Linked DNA regions of Zea mays: region 1 is linked to region 2. The links are chromatin contacts, called in public Hi-C maps. All regions are on one chromosome and are shown on one strand. The core of a region is the stretch at or near the end of the contact, and the rest is flanking DNA. Distances in the headings are between cores, read along the strand shown. Region 1 holds the start of LOC100283083 (zinc finger protein CONSTANS-LIKE 16). Region 2 has its middle 120 kb from the start of LOC103638222.

Evidence for each region. Hi-C and Micro-C count contacts between places; a contact is called where the count stands out from the background.
Region 1: a Hi-C map of tassel shows a contact between it and region 2, with 2.1 times the contacts expected there. The contact joins the promoter of LOC100283083 here to the enhancer-like site in region 2. A contact is called at or near these places in 2 of 25 Hi-C or Micro-C datasets (ear and tassel).

Annotation. Positions count from the first base shown.
Region 1 is chr9:33,999,106-34,002,668 of Zm-B73-REFERENCE-NAM-5.0, forward strand. LOC100283083 (zinc finger protein CONSTANS-LIKE 16) reads left to right here and starts at 1,802. Exons shown (of 2, transcript NM_001155985.2): 1 at 1,802-3,052; 2 at 3,175-3,563. The coding sequence starts at 1,946. The coding sequence ends at 3,438.
Region 2 is chr9:33,707,454-33,710,812 of Zm-B73-REFERENCE-NAM-5.0, forward strand. No RefSeq gene overlaps it. Among protein-coding and RNA genes, the nearest start is that of LOC103638222, 120 kb to the left of the region's middle. Within about 2 kb of position 1,603, at least 3 of the 20 cell types and tissues checked have an H3K27ac peak or open chromatin away from gene starts, as enhancers often do. A contact at or near this core is called in tassel, where this site is marked.

The DNA of each region.
Region 1 (3,563 bases), core at 552-3,051, 290 kb after region 2:
AAAGAGCGTTGTGCCAAGTTCCCACTGACAAGCACTCGACACAGATTATTTTAATATTTTTTAAAAATTTTTGCCGAGTGTCGGGCCGGACGACACTCGGCAAACCATACTTTGCCGAGTGACTTACGTGGACACTCGGCAAAGGTTATTTACATTTTTTCCAACCAAACTTTTGTGATTTGTTCCTACATTGTGTAGACTTATATGTTTCATTTTTGGCACAATTATAAAATGGTTTGCTATAGCTATTAGATTTTGTTCGTTTAATTGATTTTCATCTGATAATTCATATTTGAACTGCAAGTCACTCAAAAAATGGAAACCGTTAATGCAAAAATGATATTCATGTTATTTAACACAAGTTATGACCGATTTCAGGAGTAGACCGGAATTTTCGAGCACCATGCTCATGAAACATGACCGTGAACTTGTCATCAAGTTGTTTAAACATTGAATAAACACAAACAAAGTCAAAAAATCATGAAACTTGTCCACATGTCATAATATCATATGTAGAGGTTGTGATAAAAATTTGAGAATATTTCTAGAAAGTTGTAACGCACTATGTGTAGAAACCTAACTAGCGTAACATGAAATCATAGAGTTTCAATGTGGACCGGCTAGGTTTCTACACATAGTGCGTCACAACTTTCTTGAAATATTCTCAAATTTTTATCACAGCCTATCTACATATGATATCATGACATGTGGACAAGCTTCATGATTTTCTAACTTTGTTTGTGTTTTATACAGTTTTTAAACAATTGGATGACAAGTTCACCGTCATGTTTAGTGAGCATAGTGATCGAAGATTCTAGTATGTTCCTGAAATCGATCGTAACTTGTGCTAAATAACATGAATATCATTTTTGCATGCACGATTTTTCATGTTTCGAGTGACTTGCAATTCAAATCTAAATTTTTCGAAGAAATTCAATTAAACGAACTAAATCTAATAGCTATAGCAAACACTTTTATAATTGTGCAAAAATGGAACATATAGGTCTACATAGTGTAGAAACATACCACAAAAATTTTGGTTGGGAAAAGAAAAAAATAAAAATATACTTTGCCGAGTGTCCAATAATGACACTCGGCAAAGTAGCTTCTTTGCTGAGTGCCAAAGGTAACGACCGTCAGCTATAGACGACTGCTAACGTCCCTTTACCGAGCGTTGACTTTTATCAAGTGTTTAGCACTCAGCAAAGCTGTCTTTGCTGAGTGTCTTCCTGTGCCGAGAGTCCTGCTCTCGGTAAACGTAGTCGTTATCGAGAGTGGAACTTTACCGAATGTGGCATCTGGCAAAGAGCCGAATTCCAGTAATACATCATCCTATTCCTTATCCACCGTCAACGTTTTCTTTCACGTTGTCATGGTTACGGTCGACACCTCCCTTCCGCATAATGCATGGTAGCCTTAGCCAGAGCTAGCATATAGTAATAACCTAGTGATAACTTGAGCTACGAAGACCAAGAAAGACTTTTCTCGCCTTGCCCTAGCGGTCCCCTGCCACTGCCAGCAACCGTGAGAGCGATGTGGAAAGGGCTCTAGCCTGTAGGCCGTGCGTAGCTGAAGGTGGTGGCCCCACTGGAAATCCCGTCGGAGCCAATCACAAGCGCCTGCCCCGCATCCTGCGCTACCCTTCGACCAATCACGTTGCAGATAAGACCCGCAGGTAGTGGTGCCCTTGCGCGACACCAAAAGTGCAAGCAAAGTGCAGCCGGCGGGGCCCAGAAAGCGCGCAAGATGGGCCCATCTTCTCCTTCGGTTCTATAAAACCGAGCACCGCGATATTTTCAGCACATTTTTTCCCTAACATCTACAGTACATACAAAAACTCAGAGTGTACGTCGGCACATGTGGATACTATAGGTCCCATCCTACTACATTCAGCGTAGAAGAAGCCATCACTGAGTAGCACGCCGGCACACCGCTTTGAAGGGAAATGATTGCCACGACCACGACCGGCAGCTCGGCGAAGGCGGCGGCGGTGGGTGGCAAGGAGGCGCGCGCCTGTGACGCGTGCCTGCGCCGGCGGGCCAGGTGGTACTGCGCAGCGGACGACGCGTTCCTGTGCCAAGTCTGCGACACGTCGGTGCACTCCGCGAACTCGCTCGCGCGGCGTCACGAGAGGCTGCGTCTGCGCCCCACGTCTCCGCTGCAGACGCCGCCGCCTCCCACGCCGGCGTCAGCGAATCGCGAGAGCCACGACGAGGTGGTGCCGGCGTGGTTCAAGCGCAAGGCGCGCACCCCGCGCGGTGGGCGCGCCAAAAGCGATGTGCGGACGTTGTCGCGGCGCCTCGTTGTGCCCCATGCGGCGGGCGGGGACTCGCCAGATGGTCGGAACGACGAGGGGGAGTTCGAGGCCGAGGAGCCGGAGGAGGAGGTGCTTTACCGCGTGCCTGTCTTTGACCCTGCCCTGGCAGAGTTCTGCTCGCCCCAGCCTCTTGAGGACGCGGCCGCTCTCGCGTCGTCCTGCAACGAAGACGGCGCCGTCGAGGACCCGGCGAAGACAGATCGAGAGACACCTGCAGCGGCGCCGCTGGTGCAGTTTTTCCCCGACGGAGGTCATGCCAACTTCGGGCCGACCGACGCCGAGCTCAGGGAGTTCGCCGCGGACATGGAGGCCTTGCTCGGGTACGGCCTGGACGACGGCAACGAGGAGAGCTCGTCGTTCTGCATGGAGACGCTGGGCCTCCTGGAACCGGTGGAAGTGGGTGAAGACGCGTCGCGAGTCAAGGTGGAGACTGACGCCGGCAGTGCCTGCGAAGCCAGTGGCACGCTGGCGTGCGCCCTCGAGCTGCTGGACCCAGATGCATCTGACGAGATGCTGGACATCGACTTCAACTACGGCTCGCCTCAGGACACGACGACGACCGAGAATGCCGCGAGCAGCAGCCACACGGGAACCGACGGCCAGTTCTTGCAGACGAGCCTCTCGCTCACCCTCAACTACGAGGCCATCATCCAGAGCTGGGGGAGCTCGCCGTGGACCGGCGGCGCCGAACGACCACATGTCAAGCTCGACGACAGCTGGCCCCACGACTGCACGGTACGTTCAATTCCCGGGCCCCGCCACATCATCGAGATCCCTGACTTTTTGAGTGCATGCACGGCTTCGCTCGATCGGAGTGATTGTGTTAACGTCGAATTCAATTCTTGTTCTAAATACAGAACATGTGGGTTGTGGGACGAGGAATGGTCGGCCACGGCGGTGAGGACTTGCTGGGCACGCCGAGGCTGGGGCAGGGCATGGACGACGTTGGCCGGGAGGCCCGAGTGTCGCGGTACCGGGAGAAGCGCAGGACGCGGCTCTTCTCCAAGAAGATCCGGTACGAGGTGCGCAAGCTCAACGCCGAGAAGCGGCCACGGATGAAGGGCCGCTTCGTCAAGCGCGCCACCGCCGGTGGCAGTCTCACCATCGCTGGCCTCGCTTAGTGCCGCCGGCATTCTGCATGCTTGGTTGTGCCTGCGTGGCTGCATATATATATATACTGGAGGTGCGACAGCGCGCCGTCGGCTCCGGCGCCTCTCGAGTCTCGTCCGTCGTCATGAAACCATGA
Region 2 (3,359 bases), core at 353-2,852:
GCCAGGGTCCCAAAACCAGAAGAATCTGAAGCAGTTTCTCTTCATGAAGAAGAGATATTGACTTTGACTTTAGAGACATTTCCAATGAGGTACTAAATGCTGAAGAGTTAAACGAGCTGAAAGATTGTGTCGTTGCTCTCAGATATCCTGTTGGTGCTAGTATCTACGGCGGGGGTGACAATATCATGTTATCATGCATCCCATACCAAGAGGAAGCTAGAATAGTAAAAAATCTAGTTCCCCATGTCTAAGGAAAGTGAATTCAAGCTAAAGCACATGTGGTGTGCTTTTTGTCATCAACCCAAGTGGTGCACACGATATGGTGACTCTAACTTCGGCGTTGCGAGCAAATGATCTCGCCTCAACATGGAGAGCGAATATAGCTCTGCATCGCCTAATATTGTCAAATCGGCAATGCCATATTGGCCAAGGTAGGGCAAGAGCACTATGCAAGGGTAAGGGACCAGCAACAAGTAGTAGTGAGACCCATGCCCATAAGAAGACGACAATGAAGCAACTAAGCAAGGATATCGACAAGATAAATCAATCAAATTGTACAAGCAGTTCATCAAGTTGCTGGAACATACCACCACCTACGTAGATGCTAATATAAAGAGAGCCCACAGGTTGGCTGTGGAAAAAATAATCGAGCAATTAAAACTAGATGAGAAAGAAAATAAAGAGGATGATGATGAGGAGTTTTAATTTTGTATGAGTTATGTAATTTTTATTATTTTCTGTATTTTATGTACTTTGTTTGAATTATGATTTTTTTTCTCTAAAACCATGATTTTTTGCCAAACAAAATATCGTGTTTTGTTTTAAATAAGAATCTATAAAAGAAAAGCTATGTGCCGCTGAGGTGGTTGTAGGCTGATGGTAAAGGTTGTGCACTTGAGCGCTGTGGTAGATAAAAGCTAACGACGATTATTGGGGGGGAGACTTTGCGGAAGGTTCACAAGTAAAAAAACATGTTGTTTGAAGTCTATTTCACGAAGTGACTTTCGAAGACTTCGGTCGTCTTCTTCGGACTATGAAACAATGTGTGGAGGTAAGATGAAGCTGTCACCGAAGAAGCACCACCTTCGAATCAAGGAAGCACGAAGGAGTAGGAGAAGACATGCACAACACATCTAGTTTGCAAAAAAAGATGAAGATACTCTCCAACAATTGAATAGGCCTTTTATGTAAAAATTAGGGTATTTTATGCAATTTTGTACGAAGATGTGTGCTAACACAATTGTATAAATAGGTAAATAGTACCACTGCTACATAACAATATTTTCTTGGACCCTTTGCATTGTCTTCGGTGGCCGTTTTGTAATCTACCATACATGTACGTGTATTAAAAAAAGGCATAATAAAGAGGAAGATAAAGAAAGTCATTCAACCACTATTAAGCTTTCATATTAAATAGTTCCAACATGCTACTTTCTCTAATCACATTCCCCTTTCTTCCCTTATCTTCGTTCTCTCTAAGATAAGAGAAGTCTTTATCTTTTTACCCTGTTGTCCTATTATGGTTCCTCACAGGGACTTTAATAGGTGGCCAATAAATGCCGATAGCCAGTGATGTGGTCGGTAGGCGATGTGGCTGGTACAGACTAGCTGGGCTGCAACCTAATGGATGTCGCATTTTTTATATTGATTACTGCGTACACCTCACGGCTACGACTTATGGTTAATACAAATGTGACAGTGGGTTTCTTACTTAAAACAATGACATGGATTGATGGCCATGCACAACCGCTAACTTCTTGAGCGGTACGTCCCAATAAACCATTTCGTCTTATTCTTGTGTTTAGGCCAAGTTTTCAACCCAGAGAAACCACGACCAATCGACAGTATTCCCATGTTTTCAACTCAGAGAAACCACGACCAATCGACAGTGTTACCTACTTACCTCAGGTCAATGGCGCTATAGTAGCCTGGTAGGCAGCTAAGACTGTCTGCAACGGTTGCGGTTTGCTTCCCCCTCCCTCCATTTAGAGGCAACTGTAGACCGCTATCCACTGCATCGGTACCCTCTATTCGTCCCCCTGCACTAGAGTGACCTTCTCTCTCCCCCTCAATACAGGGGCACGCTACACTCAGCCGCGACCGCCTCTACTGTCTTCGCGCCAACTCCCGCTGCCTGCATTTGACTTGGCGCCAAGTCCTGCCTGCACTTGACTCCCGCTCGCTGCCTGACTACGAAAACTGGTTTCAGATTTGGTTGCCATGCAACAATATATATATTCCTTGTATACTCTCGTTTGCTAATTTGAGCAGCACTGAATTTCTGTGTTATGAAGTTGTAATAATAAACTAGTTGGACATTTATTTCCTGTGTCATCGGATTGTTAATGTAAAACCGCAGTAGCACTTCATGAACTGTTAAAGAAACACGTTTGAATTTGAAAGTTTTAAAAAAACATGCTTTCCTGTTCGTGCAAGATACTTTTGATTCTAATTAATTTTCGAATTTAATTAATTAATATCGCAGATGTGGTAAGTACATGTTTCGGTTTTTACATTTGCAAGAAAAAAGAGGAAATAAAATAGAGGTAGTTATGTTGGTTGAAATGGAAATGATATTATATAGGTGGGGTGGGGTATAGAGGGATGATTTAGAGGAAACCGCTGTAGTACGTGAAAAAATAGGGGGAGAGAGAATGCTGATGTGGAGGAAAAGTAAGATATAGGGGAGGAAATTTAATGGAAACCGCTGAAGATAGTCTAATGGCCTGGTCTGCGCCATTTGAGAGGAAAACGTAATCGCATCACTTGTGCAATTGATCCGTACCTCTTCACAGGAAAAGGTAGAGTAAACTTTGAGACCATACCTCTTAATTTGAAAGCGAAAGTAACGTATTGATAATTCAGCTATCAAAGAACCCTGAGAGCTGAGACTACACGCGCCGGAGATTCCAGTGGAATTATTTTCCCGCACCCTTGACTCCTCAATCCTCACGCGCGGAATTCTATTCCTGTCCGTATCTCTTCCGTTCTCTTTCACTGGACACACAAGCTCTACAGAGACGGTGTTATTTATAATCTATTTTTACCGACGTTTTTTTATAACCTTCCGTGCTAGAGATTAGTAGAAATAGATCTTTTATTGTCGATTATTTGAGAATTGTGGTCGAGTTAAGAGGCCCACCAGTAGAAATCTATTTTCACGAGCCTAGCGGCATGCCTGTTGCAGTGATCATATATTTATAGAGTAAATCAAGCATTTAAGAATAGAAATTGCGACATATCTCTTTGCTAAATTTACGTGCATGTAGGGATACGTGTTTGACTCATGCACAGACGTGGGGTGGGGGCGTATCTGAGGCTTGAGGAATGGATGGACGCGCTGAGCTGGACCAGGTCGC